2 separate regions of the Sus scrofa genome follow, and region 2 is linked to region 1. Evidence: chromatin contacts called from public promoter capture Hi-C data. All regions are on one chromosome and are shown on one strand. Each heading gives the region's core, a stretch centred on a gene start, on an enhancer-like site or on the middle of the called end of the contact. The rest is flanking DNA. Distances are from core to core; before and after follow the strand shown.

Evidence for each region. Promoter capture Hi-C pulls out the DNA fragments that hold promoters and counts their contacts.
Region 2: a promoter capture Hi-C map of fetal liver shows a contact between it and region 1, with 2.6 times the contacts expected there. The contact joins the promoter of HSPA4L here to the promoter of ABHD18 in region 1. A contact is called at or near these places in 2 of 5 promoter capture datasets (fetal liver and liver), 8 of 47 Hi-C or Micro-C datasets (fetal heart ventricle, heart right ventricle, liver and 3 more) and 1 of 2 datasets of contacts at active chromatin or transcription factors (alveolar macrophages).

Annotation. Positions count from the first base shown.
Region 1 is chr8:96,922,148-96,929,464 of Sscrofa11.1, reverse strand. It overlaps ABHD18 (protein ABHD18), which reads left to right and starts at 4,603. Exons shown (of 14, transcript XM_013978904.2): 1 at 4,603-4,762. The coding sequence starts at 4,603. It overlaps MFSD8 (major facilitator superfamily domain-containing protein 8), which reads right to left and starts at 4,402. Exons shown (of 12, transcript XM_021101605.1): 1 at 4,218-4,402. The coding sequence starts at 4,282.
Region 2 is chr8:97,085,358-97,092,674 of Sscrofa11.1, reverse strand. HSPA4L (heat shock 70 kDa protein 4L) reads left to right here and starts at 4,435. Exons shown (of 20, transcript XM_021101609.1): 1 at 4,435-4,772. The coding sequence starts at 4,666.

The DNA of each region.
Region 1 (7,317 bases), core at 3,354-5,853:
TTTGGAAAGATGCAAGTTGTTGACTAAAATACCTAGGATAAAGTGCTATAATGCCTGCAACCTACTTTTGGCAAAAGAGGGGTGTGTGTGTGTGTGTGTGTAGAGAGAGACTTGAACAGTGTGGAAAAGGCTAGCAGTAACAGGGTAATCAGGCGTTCGCTGCACTGCTTTTTTCAACTTTTTTATAGATTTAAAATGTTTCAAAATAAAAAAATTTACTTTTCCCCCTTTTTAATTAAAAAAGTACAACTTTGTTGAAGAAATGTATCTTCCTTGTTGGAGACAGGAGAAACACAAAATACAACTGTCCTTAAATCAAGTTATTTTTATTATATTTTCTTAACCTTGATGATTCAATCAGCTGTGTCACATGGCTGATAGTAAATTTCCAAAGGCTTCTTTCTTATCGCCAGGGAATAAAGAAGGAATGCTGTACTTTCAAGGTGATTTAACTTTTTTTTTTTTTTTTTTTTTTTTAACAGACACAGCCATGGCATATGGAAGTTCTCTGGGCAGTGACTGAGCCTGAGCCACAGCTGTGGCAACGATGGATCCTTTAACACACTGTGCCCAGCCAGGGATCAAACCTGTGCCTCTGCAGCAACCTCGGCTACTATAGTCAGCTTGGATCTCGAGTTGCTGTGGCTCTGGCGTAGGCTGGTGGCTACAGCTCCAATTAGACCCCTAACCTGGGAACCTCCATGTGCCGTGGGTGTGGCCCTAGAAGACAAAAAAAAAAAAAAAAAAAAAAAAAGACAGAAATAAACTTAGAATGTTCTATAAAGTTATCTTCCGGAGTTTCGCTCAGATCCCACGTTGCTGTGGCTCTGGTGTAGGCTGGCAGCTACAGCTCCAATTGGACCCCTAGCCTGGGAATCTCCATATGCCACGGGAGTGGCCCTAGAAAAACGCAAACACACACACACACACACACAAAAGTTATCTTCCATATGACCATCAGTCCTAGTAATACTTATTTCACAAAGACTAGACCTAAGTTGCAAAGAAAAAAAAATTTTTTTTCCCCACAGCCATACCTGTGGCATATGGACGTTCCTGGGTTGGGGGCCAGGGGTTGAATGAGAGCAGCAGCTGTAGGCAACACTGGATCCAAGCCTCATCTGTAACCTATGCTACAGCTGTGGCAACACCAGATCCTTAACCCAGTAAGCAAGGCCAGGGATCGAACCCACATCCTTACAGAGATTATCTTGGGTTCTTAACCTGCTGGGACACAGTAGGAACTCCTAAAGTTACAAAGAAATATTTTAAGCATCTGTAATACTTTAGGATATTCTAAGAGAGGGATCAGCAAACTACAGTCTACAGGCCAAACCTGGCCTACCACCTGTTTTTTTATAGCTCATGAGCTCTAAGAAAGGTTTACGGAAGTATATTTGTGATCAATTTGATGACAGAAAACACTATCTTTGAGGAAGTTCCCTTGTGGCACAGTGGGTTAAGGACTAGCATTGCCACAGCCGTGGCACAGGATACAAATGCAGCTCAGGTTCGATCCCTGGCCTGAGGAACTTCCACATGCCCAGGTGCAGCCAGAAAAGAAAAAAAAAACATTAACTTTAAATTCTATTTAAACCACATACCATTCCCCACTCCCAATGAATTCTATTCTTCTCATTATTAGATTTGTATTACAAAAAATTGTACTCATTATATTTTCATTTTCATTACTACAAAATTTTGTGGAGGAGTTCCCATTGTGGCTAAGGGGTTAAGAACCCGACTAGTTAGTATCCATGGGAATGCAGGTTCGATCCCTGGCCTCCCTTAGTGGATTAAGGATCTGGCAATGTTGCAAGCTGCAGCAGAAACTGCAGATGCAGCTCTGATTTGGCCTGGCTGAGGCATAGGTCAGCCCTGATTTGACCCCTAGACCAGGAACTTCCATATGCTGCAGGTGCAGCCAAAAAAAGAAAAAGAAAAAAAATGTGGAAATTTGTTTTGCTACCTAAATACTTATAATTTTTATTTTGCCTCTTAGCCTGCAAAGCCTAAAATATTTACCATCTGGACATTTAGAGATAAAGTTTGCCAATCCCTGCTCTCTTAAAACTCTATGAATAGGTCATTGGGGTTCAATGAGATTCACCACATCAGTAAATCAGAACCAAGCTTCTTGGTAGTGAAAGGTTAGTGGTGAACTGGGCCCCATGTTTTTGCAATTTACTCAAAGTGAACAGGGTTTGCCAATTAGTTTTACATATGTTCTCCTTACTAGGGATCCAATTATGTTTTTAAGGCAGTATACTTACTGAATTGATTTCAAAATCCTCCCTTTTTATTTTAAAAATTTTAACCTAGAATTAAATCAGGTATTGTTTATGGACAGAACATCTGAATTTAGATGGGCCCTAATGAGTATCAGTTGCCTGGACATAACTGAAGCTAAGAAAAAAAAGTTTATTTATTTATTTGGCTGCACCTGCAGCATATGGACGTTCCCGAGCCAGGAAACCACCCCGTGCCCCCCACATCCCCACCAAAAATGAATCCCTTTTTAAAGTAGGTTCATTTGGACAAGATAACAGAATGTACCATAGGACCACATCTAACCATAACTCAATGTGGTTTTTTTTGGGGGGGGGTAGGTTGGTTGGTGTTGTTTTTTAGGGCCCCACCCGAGGCACATGGAGTTTCCCAGGCTAGCGGTCCAATTGGAGCTGTAGCAGCCGGCCTAAACCACAGCCACAGCAATTTGGGATCCCAGCCGTGTCTGCGATCTACACCACAGCTCACCGCAATGCCAGATCCTTACCCCACTGAGCAAGGTCAGGGATTGAACCCAAATCCTAGTGGATGCCAGTCGGGTTCATTAACCACTGAGCAACGACGGGAACTCCTAACCATAACTCAGTGGATAGATCCTGAAATCTATCTGGAAAACCAAGAAATAGCAAGACCAAAAAGATGGTGAGAAAACCAAAGCCACAAAGTCCATGCACTCAAGCTCATGAACTCAATTAAAAGGAGAATTCTTTTTATCTTTCAATCACAACTTCCAGGTTCTAACTACCCACAATTCTATTAAGCTTAGTTAGATATATGATTTTCAAAGGCACAGCAAACCAGAACACCCCGTGTAAAGTTGCGAGGAGAGGTTTGCAGACAGTAAAACAAACAACAGATTAAAAAATAATAATAATAAACAAAAAACGATAAGGAATAGTCTATGAAGAACAGTTAGGCAAAAAAAAAAAAAAAAAAAACTAAAAAGCATAGGTGAAAATTATAGCAGTGTAGAACAAATCAGTATAGAAGTAAATAGGCCCAAATGCCTCCTTAGGCCGGCTGGATGTCACTTTGCTACAACATATTTCATCACTGGCATTCATTTTAATGATCTCAAGATAAAATGTAAATAAAATTGCATTCCATATATTGTTTAGTAAATCAAGGACCAGAGAAATACATTTTCCAAATGGTTTCAAAGTGACTTCTAAAAAAGGTTTGGTGCTTAAGAGAGATAAACGAGCAAAAAATTAACAGAATCAGAGACAGCTGAAGTTCAGCTGTGACTTAATTAACTTGATTTAATAATTATGTTTAAAATGATTCTTAGCTCCGTTTTCCTAAAGGTGAAAATACTTCACTGTTTAGTAAGAAACAAACTATAACAATTCTGAATCACAGTCCATAAACTAGAACCAGAATAATCAGAATAGTAAGGGTCAAAATACACTTCGTCCCTTAACTGTTTAAAAATAAGTATTTATACATTTGGCATAGGACAAAAGTGAGTTCGTCTTGGGTTTATCTGCTAAAAAAGTATCAAGAAGTTAGCAGGCAATTAACTGAACACTAAGACCAGTTATTTTCAAGTACCTATTAAAACCATCATTTTCGAACTTTTATGAAATGTGTAAAGTGATCAGTTCTGTAAAGGGTCAAATGCAAAACTTAAAAAAATAAAGGGCCAAATGCAGAGCGCAGTTGCTTGGCTGCTGCATAACTGTTGTGAAGGTCCAAGAGGCTATCTGCCTTTCTATAACCCCTTCACCACAACCCGCCAACTCAAGGCGCCCCCGAGCCGGACGCGGGTTCTCTGAAGTAGAAGCGCATCTCCGGGTCTCGCCCAACCTGCCGCGGCTCCCGCCGCCTAGGCACCCCTCATTGCACCAGCTAAGGCTGACGCGAGGAAAAGCGTAAGTCCCAAGTGCGCAGGAGGGTGAGATGGCCTCCCCCCAACATCCGCTCACCTGCTTCCTGGTGTATGGTCTCCTAAGAGGGGCTCCTGTTCAGCCCCGACCCCAAAGCTCGCCATAGTTAAAGCTCCCACAAAGCTAGAGGTCAACTCTCGCGACACCTCCTACTCTCTCCCATTCCAGGAGGCCCGAAGGTGTCAGAACAGGCCCGCAAGTGCGCATGCGCACCCGACAACCAGAAGTGGGCGGAGCGTGCCAGGTCAGAGGCGGGGTCACGAAGAAGACAGGGCGGGGCGGGGCCGTGGAGATGACAGGGTTAAGGGGTGGGTCCTGAGGTCTGAACCTCCTCCTGGCGTTTCCGCCTCTCCGCCTCCAGGGACGACCTGAAGGAGAGCCAGAGAGGGGGCGTATCCAAACAGCCGCCCCGCCCAGGGTTCGTATGCCTTCCTATGCTTCCCTGTCCGCTACCTCTCGCACCTCAGTTCCTGGAGAGTGTGGTGAAGCTGCGCTTGCGGTTCAGCCCGAAAACAAGTCCCGGGAGAGATCGGTGGCGCAGGGAGTCTCGGCTAGCTGGATAGCAGGCGTCCGCCCAGCGGCCAGTGAGTATGTATCCAGTCCAGGCCGCGCTTCCCAAGCCTCTTGCAGCGCTGCCTACGTGCCAGGAGTCAGGGGCTGAGAGCGCAAGGCTTGGCGGGAGACTCGGGGGTCTGGAGCCCTGGGGAGGGTGGAAGTGCTCGGGCGGGTCCGAGTGAGGTGGGCTGGCGGGCTCTCCCCTCTGTGGAAAGTGGAGGTGGTGACGCGCTGTGCTTTATCTCGCCTGGTTAACTGCAAAGGCCCCTTACCCATAGTGCCTTGTTGAGACCTGGATTGAAGATGGGGGTCCTCCAGCCCCTCCTAACCTGCTGATCCCCAAATTGGAACCCCACCGCCGCCTGCGTGGACTGTGGGCTTTCAGCCTTGCAAGATACCAATCAGCAGAGCCTGCTGCTGTAACCTGGAGGTTAGAAAAGGCACAGCACAAGTTTGACAATGGCCAGCTCTTTTCATCACAAGGAGAATATTTTTAGAAAATAGGTTATGGGTTGTTTTTGTTTGTTTGTTTTCGGTAGATCGAGGTGCTGTTTCTTTTCTGGTGCTTACATATTAACATCTTACCTCTACAAGCAGACTTGTAAGCTAATTGGTGCAGTAGTCATGTGTGTCATAGTTAGCACTAGATACATCTTTATGTGATTTCATTTGATCACAACTATGGGATAGGTAAAGCAGACACATTTATAATTTACAGAGAACTAAGGCCCAGAAAAGTTAATAACTTACCCAGAGTCACTCGGTGTGAAAATGGCCGAGTTGGGACCCAAATTAAACTGTTTTCGATCAAAATGAGCACTTACTCTATTCCAGGCCCTATACTAGTTATGTACTGTATGGTATAAGCCATCACTTTTGATCTTTGTCTTGTTTGTAACCTTGTGTGTAGTCTATTAGATACAGTCCACTGACTTAACAGCTAAACTTGAAATAGGTTTTCTCTTAGTACAGAATTATCTTCTGAATACAGACCTAACTTTGTGTACTTGGATTCAGTCTTGCAAATTTGTAACAGCTAACAAAAACATATCAGATTCCTATGATTGGTCCAAGAAGTACATGGGTAAAATTAGTTTTTTGTTTGTTTGCCATAATGTTGGCTTACTGTGTCTTTGGCTTCTTTTTTAAAAAAATCTCTGGAGTTGTAGCAAATATACAGATGTATATTTAACTAAGGAACTTTAACCAATATTGCATAAGCATAATGATTACTAAACAAATGCACATTGAATGAATACTTATTGAATTACCTCATTTCACCCCTGCAACAATCCTCTGAGGTGGGATTGTTTCAAGCATACAAGGAACTTGAAAGTAAGAGATTAAATAATTTGCCTAGGGTCACACCTCTAATAAGCAATGATCTTGAATCCAAGAAACAGAGGACTCCTTACTATAAAACCTATGCTTTTCATCACCAGCCCACCTTCAAAAAGAATATTAAGAAGATAAGGATCTGGCGTTGCCGTGAGCTGGGGTATAGATCGCAGACACAGCTCGGATCTGGCATTGCTGTGGCTCTGGCTTAGGCCAGCAGCTACAGCTCTGATTAGACCCCTAGCCTGGAAATCTCCATATGCCTCGAGTGTGGCCCTACAAGGACAAAAGACCCAAAAAAAAAAAAAAAAAAAAAAAAAAAGAATATTAAGAATCTTTTCCTGTATCTCTTAAAATATTTCAAAACAAGTAATCAAATTTTATATAAATGAAATAACTTGATATTATGTATTAGACCAGATATTATCTCTTTTTTATAGTTTAAGGTGGCTTACTCAAGGTCACAGACACTGCTAGTAGAGGAACCCAGGTCTTTTGACACTGCTATTTTCCATTGCTGCCTCCAAGTGATGACTCTAGGTGGCAAAAGCACATGGAATGAGTACATGTGCAACTGGTGAGATCTAAATAAGCTCTATGTATTGTACCAATTTAAAAAAAAAAAGAACAAATCATTTCATGGGAACATGCACAAACAGAGCACCCAAAGTAAACATTAAAAAAAATTTTTTTTAAACTTAATTTTTTTAAAACCCATGGAAAGGAAGAACTAAATTTGAAGAGATTTGATTATTTGCTAAATGTTTCACATAAGCATATAAGAGAGCCCACCTGTTGGATTTCCTTAGATGACTGCTTAGAATAGAATAGAGATAGACTGCTAGAAGAGATACCCTCCCCCCAAAAATAAAATTCCTGTTTTCCTACTCTTCTCCAGCATAGGATTAAAAGAAATTAGATGTCAAGGTCGGGTAGTAGGTTTTAGTAGTGGCTATCTGGGCCATCTAAACCCTAGTATAAGTTACTACTTAAGCTTATATTGAAAATAAGTGATTCAAAAGTGAAGTTATAAGATAAAAATTGGGCCTGCATTTTTGCGGGGTAAAGTTCTTGTACATGGTGGTGGGGTTTTTAAAAATTTTATTTTATATATGCTTTTGAGATATGTACCAAACATGAGGATAAAAGTCCAGAAAAATTAGGGTTGAGTTGTTTAAATGCCTAAGTGCCAGGGTGACAGCAGATAAATTATTAGATGGTACAATAGATGCTGAGTGCCACTTTA
Region 2 (7,317 bases), core at 3,186-5,685, 160 kb before region 1:
CATAGGCCGGCAGCTGTAGCTCCATTTCGGCCTCTAGCCTGGGAACCTCCATATGCCGCAGGTGTAGTCCTAAAAAGCAAAAAAAAAAAAAAAGGAAAAAAAAGTTAGGGTAAAGATTTTCAGACAAAAACAAAAAACCAGCAGTTCACCATTCAAAGACCTTTACTGACAGATTGCTGAAAGAAATATGAACCCAGAAGGAAAGAGGGATACAAGAGCAATGAAGTGAAAAATCAGTAAACATACTGTTAAACCTAAATTAAACACTGGCTGTAAAAGATTTTTGGTACAAATAGCTTGGGGAATTTGAGAATAATTAAGCCTCTTTCTCACTTTGCTTTGGAGCCTACATTCTTAGCCCTTGAATTTTTTCAGGGGCAGGCCCCAATGTGGAACTAGGTATATTATATAACTAGGTAGATAAGTCTGCTTAATTCTGGGGTGCAGTAATTACAAACCCATTAACTCATTTCTCTAATATCAGTGTTTTCATTTAAGCTGATTTTTTTAATCTCCAGTGTCCATTCTTCTAATTGTTTGAAAATTCAAGTAAAAATTCAGCAAAAATGGTATTTAGAAGGAAACTTATGGGAGTTCCCGTTGTGGCGCAGTGGTTAACGAATCCGACTAGGAACCATGAGGTTGCGGGTTTGATCCTGCCTTGCTCAGTGGGTTAAAGATCCTGCGTTGCCGTGAGCTGTGGTGTAGGTTGCAGACGCAGCTTGGATCCTTCGTTGCTGTGGCTCTGGCGTAGGCCAGTGGCTACAGCTCGATTCGACCCTAGCCGGAACCTCCATATGCCGGGACGGCCAAAAAATAGCAAAAAAAAAAAAAAAAAAAAAAAAAAAAAAAAAAAAAAAAAAGAAGGAAACTTATGGCTGTAAATATATGTATTAGAAAATGAGAAAGACTGAAAATTAATGAGCTAGGTGTTACACTCAGGAGACTAGAAAAAAATAAAATATAGAAGGAAATGTTAAAGAACAGATGAAACAGAAAACAAAGACATAATACAGAAGGCATAATAGAAGTCAAGGAAACCAAAAACAGGTTAAGAAACCACTAGTGATAGGAACCAAGAGATTCAAATAAACAACATTAAGAATGAGAAAGTTGGACAAAGAGCTATAGGAGAGATTTTTTTTTAATAAATGAATAATCAGGTATGTCAACAAATTTGAAAACCTAGATGAAAGGGTCAATTTTTAATTAAAATGTAAATATTCAAGATATAATAGGAAAAAAACCCACAGACTATACCAACTAAAGAAACTTAACTTATGGTCATAAATCTATTAGTAAGCCCCAGTCCAAGATAGCTTTCAGGTCTGTCTTACCAAAACTTTGCCAGAGGAAGGAATAAGGAAACCTCAACGTCTCTGAAGCCAGTATAGTCTTAATATCAATGAAAAGAGTAAAGAAGGACAAATTAAATCTTACAAGCATTCTAAATAAAATAATCACCCGCTAAATCCAGTGTATCTAAAATCAGAACCAATAAGGATGGCCTAGTAGACTTATTTCTGGATTTCAGGGATATTTGAAAATCTATTAATATTATTCACATTAACAGATTTAGGGAGAAAAATAAGATCACTGCAATGGATGATGAGTAGCATTTTAGTATGCACTTATGAGAAAAACTTAGCAAGGAAAAGATAATTTAGCTTTTTTTACATCATAAGCATAGAAGTATTTCCTTTAATATTAGGCATGAGACAAAGGTGATCACCACTACAGCTTATATTCAGCATTGTACTGGAGAGCTTAGGCAGCATAATTAAGAAAAAAGAAGTAGGATTAAAAATGAAAAAAATTATTTCCCAGACTGTATTGTTGTATACACAGTAAATTCAAAGCCATACAAATACTAGAAATCATGAGAAAACATCAGGGTTGCTGGATACATTGATTAACAATATACATAAATCAACATAATTTCTATAGCCTCAACTGGGCGTACCTATCATGTATTGGCTCTTTTGGTGCCAGGCACTATGGCCATGCTCACTTTATTTAATAATAAAAGTCGGTTTATTTGTCTTATTCATTTCAATCGATTTTGAACCTGGGACTTGGATAGTTAAATAACTTGGCAAAGGTCCTACTGATAATAAGGCGAGCCTGGGAGTACAGCCCGTCTATGTGGTCCCCAAACCTGTCTTGCTTTTAGCCAGTAGGTGCTCTCATTTCCTTCCAATAATTGTAAATAATGTGGTGATGATAACCCCTTGCTACTAACCCCGTTTCTTTTTACTCTGATATTTTCAGTTTTTTAATAGGAAAATTATTCTCACACATTCAAGTTGTACAGGCGGCATGGAGAAATAAATGATCCTAGGAGAATTTCAGACTATTTTGTAATAAATTGATAAATCAGCAACACCCTGGAAAATGGCAAGTACTAGGAGATCTGGTGGACCTCACCGGCTGAGTGGCAGAGAATTACCTTTCCTATCCCTTGTCCCGCACCCCATCCTTACACTCAGCATCATCGAGGGAGACACCAATGATACAGTTACGACTGCCTTAAAGGGACAGACTCATGATTGGCTTCAGGGAGAAACCTTATTTTTAAATCTTGACCAGTGGAAACCTCTTTATATAAAAGAAGAGGGGGCAGGTAAAAAGATGATAGCTGAAGGGGGAACCGAGGAGAGGGGTAGAAGTCTTGGGCTGCAGCAGCACTGGGGCCCAGGTTCTGTTGGGAGCTGCGGTACCCAATCCCAGTGCCGCTCACGCAATGCCTGCTGGGAGGTGCGGTCGCAACACCTGTCGCGTCGGAGCTGACAGAGGATGGCGTCGACACGAGTTACTCCTCCCGTGTGCTTGTGAGATGGAAGGGAAGTGTCATTCTTTAAGGCAGCAAGACCAGAGCCAGAACATTACTGTACATTAGAGCTTCTTCAGCACTGCCCTTGAACATGGATTTCATGTTTCTCATAGCAACAGCAGCAGGAGCTATAGCCACCCTTGTTGCTGCTGCTGTTGCAGCATTGATAGTGGTAAAAAGTCTAAGTTCTTTTAAGAAGCGGACAAATAAGGACAATGAGCGTACTAAAAAACCTCGTAAAAAAGTCTCATTCATGATACCAACAAATAGGAAACAAGAAACACATGACAAATTGGGCAAGAAGGAAAAGAAATCGCACAAGGAATTGGGCGAGAAGGAACAGGCAATCCAAGAAGACCTGAATGTCAAGGAACAGAAGCACGAAGAACTGGATGACAAGGAACAGGAAACCCACGAAGAACTGAACAGCAAGGTACAGAAAACCTACGAAAAACTGAACAAAGAACATGAAACCCACAGAGAAAAGAACGAGAGCCAAACATCGTAAGTGAACACTATAACTTGGTTAAGTTTCAGACAGATGACAGATGGTGTTCAAATGAAGAAAGCAAATAGCTGGGCCATAGGAGGCTCTTTTCCTGTGGACAAAGGGCAGAGGCTGGAGGCAATGCACAGGCTTGCCCGATGGCAGAGACACCTAGACATAAGGTTGCTTTCCTGTAAAACTGGTTTTCAGAGGAAAAGCTAAGTGGAGGAGATCGCAGCTTTTAGGATAGTGTGAGGACAGTTACGTGAACGGAAAAATTGTCAGTATGTCATTTCTTGACATAAGTGGTTTTTTGGTTTTGGCTTGCTTTTTGGTACTTCAATCCCTGGTAAGGGGAAAAACAAAAACAAAAACACCCTAAAATGTGTTCATTTGGCTTTCACACAAAACACCATAGTTTGCGAAGAGAAAAGGCTTGGGATCGGCGGCGCCCCTTGGGGAGAGGCGAGGCCGCCACTGTCCGCACAATGGGCGCCACCTCACAGAGCCAAGCGTGGCGGGCGGGGGGCGAGGTCGCGCAGACTGACTGCCAGCGCGCCGGACTGCGGCACATGGCCCCTTCGGGGCGGCGAGGCCGGCGGGTGGGTGCTGGGGCTGCGGAGCGGCCCTCGGAGGGAAAAAGCGAGGCGGCGGCACCGGGCCAGCATCCGCCAGCCGGCGCGTCCGACTCGGGGTAGGCCTGGGCACTGTCCTGCCGCTGTATCTGGCCAGTCTCCGTTGCCAAAACAACCCGAAGGGGTCCTTCCAAACACGTGGGCAAACGGCCGTGCGGGCAGCAGCTTTCTACTAGCCCAACCGCACTGCGCCCAGCTGCCGCGCGGTGGCGAGCGAGCCAGCTCTGTTTCCCCTCCCCTCTACTCTCCCTGATCCTCCCCTCTCCCCCTTCTCCTCCCTCCCACTCCCGGCTGGCTCAGCTGCCTCCATTTTCCAGATCTTTCTCGAACCCGCAGCTCCTCGGGCAGCCGTTGCCCGAGTGCTGACGGAAGCGGCCGAAGTCGAGGTCGGGAGCAGCCTCCGGCGCGGAGCGGCAGCTCGTGCGCCTCCCCGGCGGCCGAGCGCGCAGGCGCAGACCCCAGTAACTGCCGGTTGGAGGCGGCCGAACCGCAGTGGAGAGAGACCAGGGCGGCGGAGGTTGCGGCGCAGGCGGCCTCCACCTCCTCCGAGGTTCCCCAACGCACTGCCCTAGATTTATTGCGCAGCTGCTTGGGGTCATCTCTTCTTTGCTTCTCGTAGGAGTCGCAATTCCAGGAGCAATAGCCCAAACGAGGACGCGGTTCCCGCACAGAGGGCTTCAGCACCATCTCCCCGACCATTAGGCGGCGGGATGTCTGTGGTTGGCATTGACCTCGGCTTTCTCAACTGCTACATCGCAGTAGCGAGGAGTGGCGGCATCGAAACCATCGCTAATGAGTACAGCGATAGGTGTACCCCGTAAGTGCCTTGTCTGTTCATAACCCTAGAAAACGTTTTATCCTGACCCTTAAGTTTGTTCCGCCTGCTGCTTCCTTCTGATGCGCAGAACTCGGAGATGACAGGTGAGGTCCATCAGTTGCAACCGCGGGTTGGCGGGCCCAGGTGGGAATCGGGCTTCCCCGCCCCGCGAAGCTGCTTTTCCTTCAAGGACAAGGGATTTAACTCTAATAGTTCGTGCATATCTCCTTTCTGTACCCACACACACCTCCCCCATATCCCCACCCCACGCCTCTGTCCCCTGGCGGCCCGGCTTTAGTTTTTTGGTAAGGGGTTGATGTGGGATCACTTCAATGTCCTGAATATTAGAGAAATATCTTTGGTTACCCCTCCCTAGTGGGGCTTGTGTGGGATTATTGGCCGCAGGCAGGTGTCCCCGCTGTGTAAAAGATTCCTTATTCGTTCTGCCTTAACTCCTTTCCGCAAATGTCTGCGTGACAGCTTTCTCTCAGAAAAGTAAGACATGAAAGCTTAAGCTGCATACATCAGAAGATGAGTTGCAAGTTCACCTGGGCCAGAAAGCTTTTTTTTTTTTTTTTTTTTTTTTAAGAAGGGGTTGAAGTGTTCAGGGTTTTAACTCCGTGTCCTTGAGAATAGAGGTAATCGGACTAGTTTCCAGGGGCTCGGGTTAATGGTGCACTAATGGGGAGAGCATCAGGGATGGGAGTCACTGGCTTCAGGTGTTGGTAAGGATCGTCCACTAAAGTAGTGGAATTAGAACCTACTCAAAGCGTGTTTCTACAGAATTGTTGGAGAGTCTGAGGTGGCTGTCTTGTGTAAACATGATTGTGAAGTGTTTCTATTATGAACAATTGATGAAGGAAGGAGAGGCATTATGTCATGGAAACATGTTTCCACATGTTTGTTTCTCTGGTCTGGGAAGTTTGTTAGCAGGGAATGTAAGACCAGGATTGTGAAAAACTAGCTTCTTATTGTAGGCTGTTGTTGCCAGTGATTTTATGAGCAAACCAACTGTTCATGTCTTAACTTTCTGTGGAGAGGAAACTAAGTATATTAATTTGCCCCTTCTGAATGGTCCAAAGTATAACACTTTAAATATAAGACTAATCTTGTCAAAGACCAGTGTTAAGCCTTTTAAATAATTATATTATGAATAATTTAAATTGTATCAAGGAGATGTTGACACATAGCATACTTGAAGCAGTTTGTGCTTTGGTTTCTTTTCGAGAATATTTTAGAAGGATTTATACCGCCTTTTTCTAGGTATATGCATTAATTTCTTCTGGAATTTTATATTTTTTATAAAATATAAAATGTTTATATTCTCAAATGTGAGCGTATATAAGTTAATCATCATAGTACTGTTAGAATTCTTGCTTCTTTTTATATCTTTTTCTGACTTTTATGCACATGAGAAAGTGAAGCAGTAATTGTGAACTGTTTATGATTTAATCTCTATAAGATTTTGTTTTAAGCCTCAACAGATAGAGGTTTCTGCCAGGAAAGGACTAGGAAATTCTACTCTCCTCTTTCAGCAGAGTAAAGGTTAAATGGGGGCAGTCTTTAGCTTCAGGGACTTAGCCTATGGAGAAAAAGTGAGAGGTGGGATGGACAATCCCCCAATTTAGCCTTACCCTAAAAGATCAGGAACCAGAATTGAAGAACAGATACTGCATTTCCAGGCTCAGAAATCTTAGTAATGGATCATGACTCTTTAAAGAGCCTGACCAGACTTTCAAAGAGAGTACTTTAAAAATTAGGCAGCTCCTTTGAGAGGCTCAGATGTCTCATGGCTGTGGCTTAGGCCAGCAGCTACAGCTCCTATTCAACCCCTAGCCCGGAAATCTCCATATGCGGCAGGTGAGGCCCTGGAAATTTAAAAAAAAAAAAAAAAAAGGCTGCTCCTTTGAGTCTTCTAGCAGTCTCTTTGTTAATATACTTTTTTTTTTCTTCACCTTTTCTTTTTCTTTAAGGGCAACACTCACGGCATATGGAAGTTCCCAGGCTAGGGTTAAATGGGAGCCGTAGCTGCCAGCCTATACCATGGCCACAGCCACGCCAGATCCGAACCGTTATCTCCTGCCTACACCACAGATCACGGCAATGCCGAATTCTTAACTCGTTGACAGAGGCTAGGGATTGAACCCAAGTCCTCCTGGATACTAGGCAGGTTCATTACCACTCAACCATGATGGGATGGGAACTCCCTCTGTTAATATTCTTAAGCACATTGGCAAATTCTGTGTGGCTGAGATTTAATGATTTTTCTGAGTTGTATGTAAGAGAGTCACTTCTAATATTTAGTTTTAATGAGCCTAATTCAAAGTAGGAACTTCTAAAAGTTAAAGGATTGTATTCCTAGCTTGTATCAGCAACTCTACCCTTCTTTCTCTGGCTGTGTACCATTATTTACCTCAGGAATACATTTTTTTTTTTATTGTTCCTGAACTAATACTTCATTGTAGCCCAGTGTTCTTACATTGTATATTTATTTTGTGGGGCTTAAGTTATTGAGGAACAACATGGCCCTTCCCGATCCCTGGGC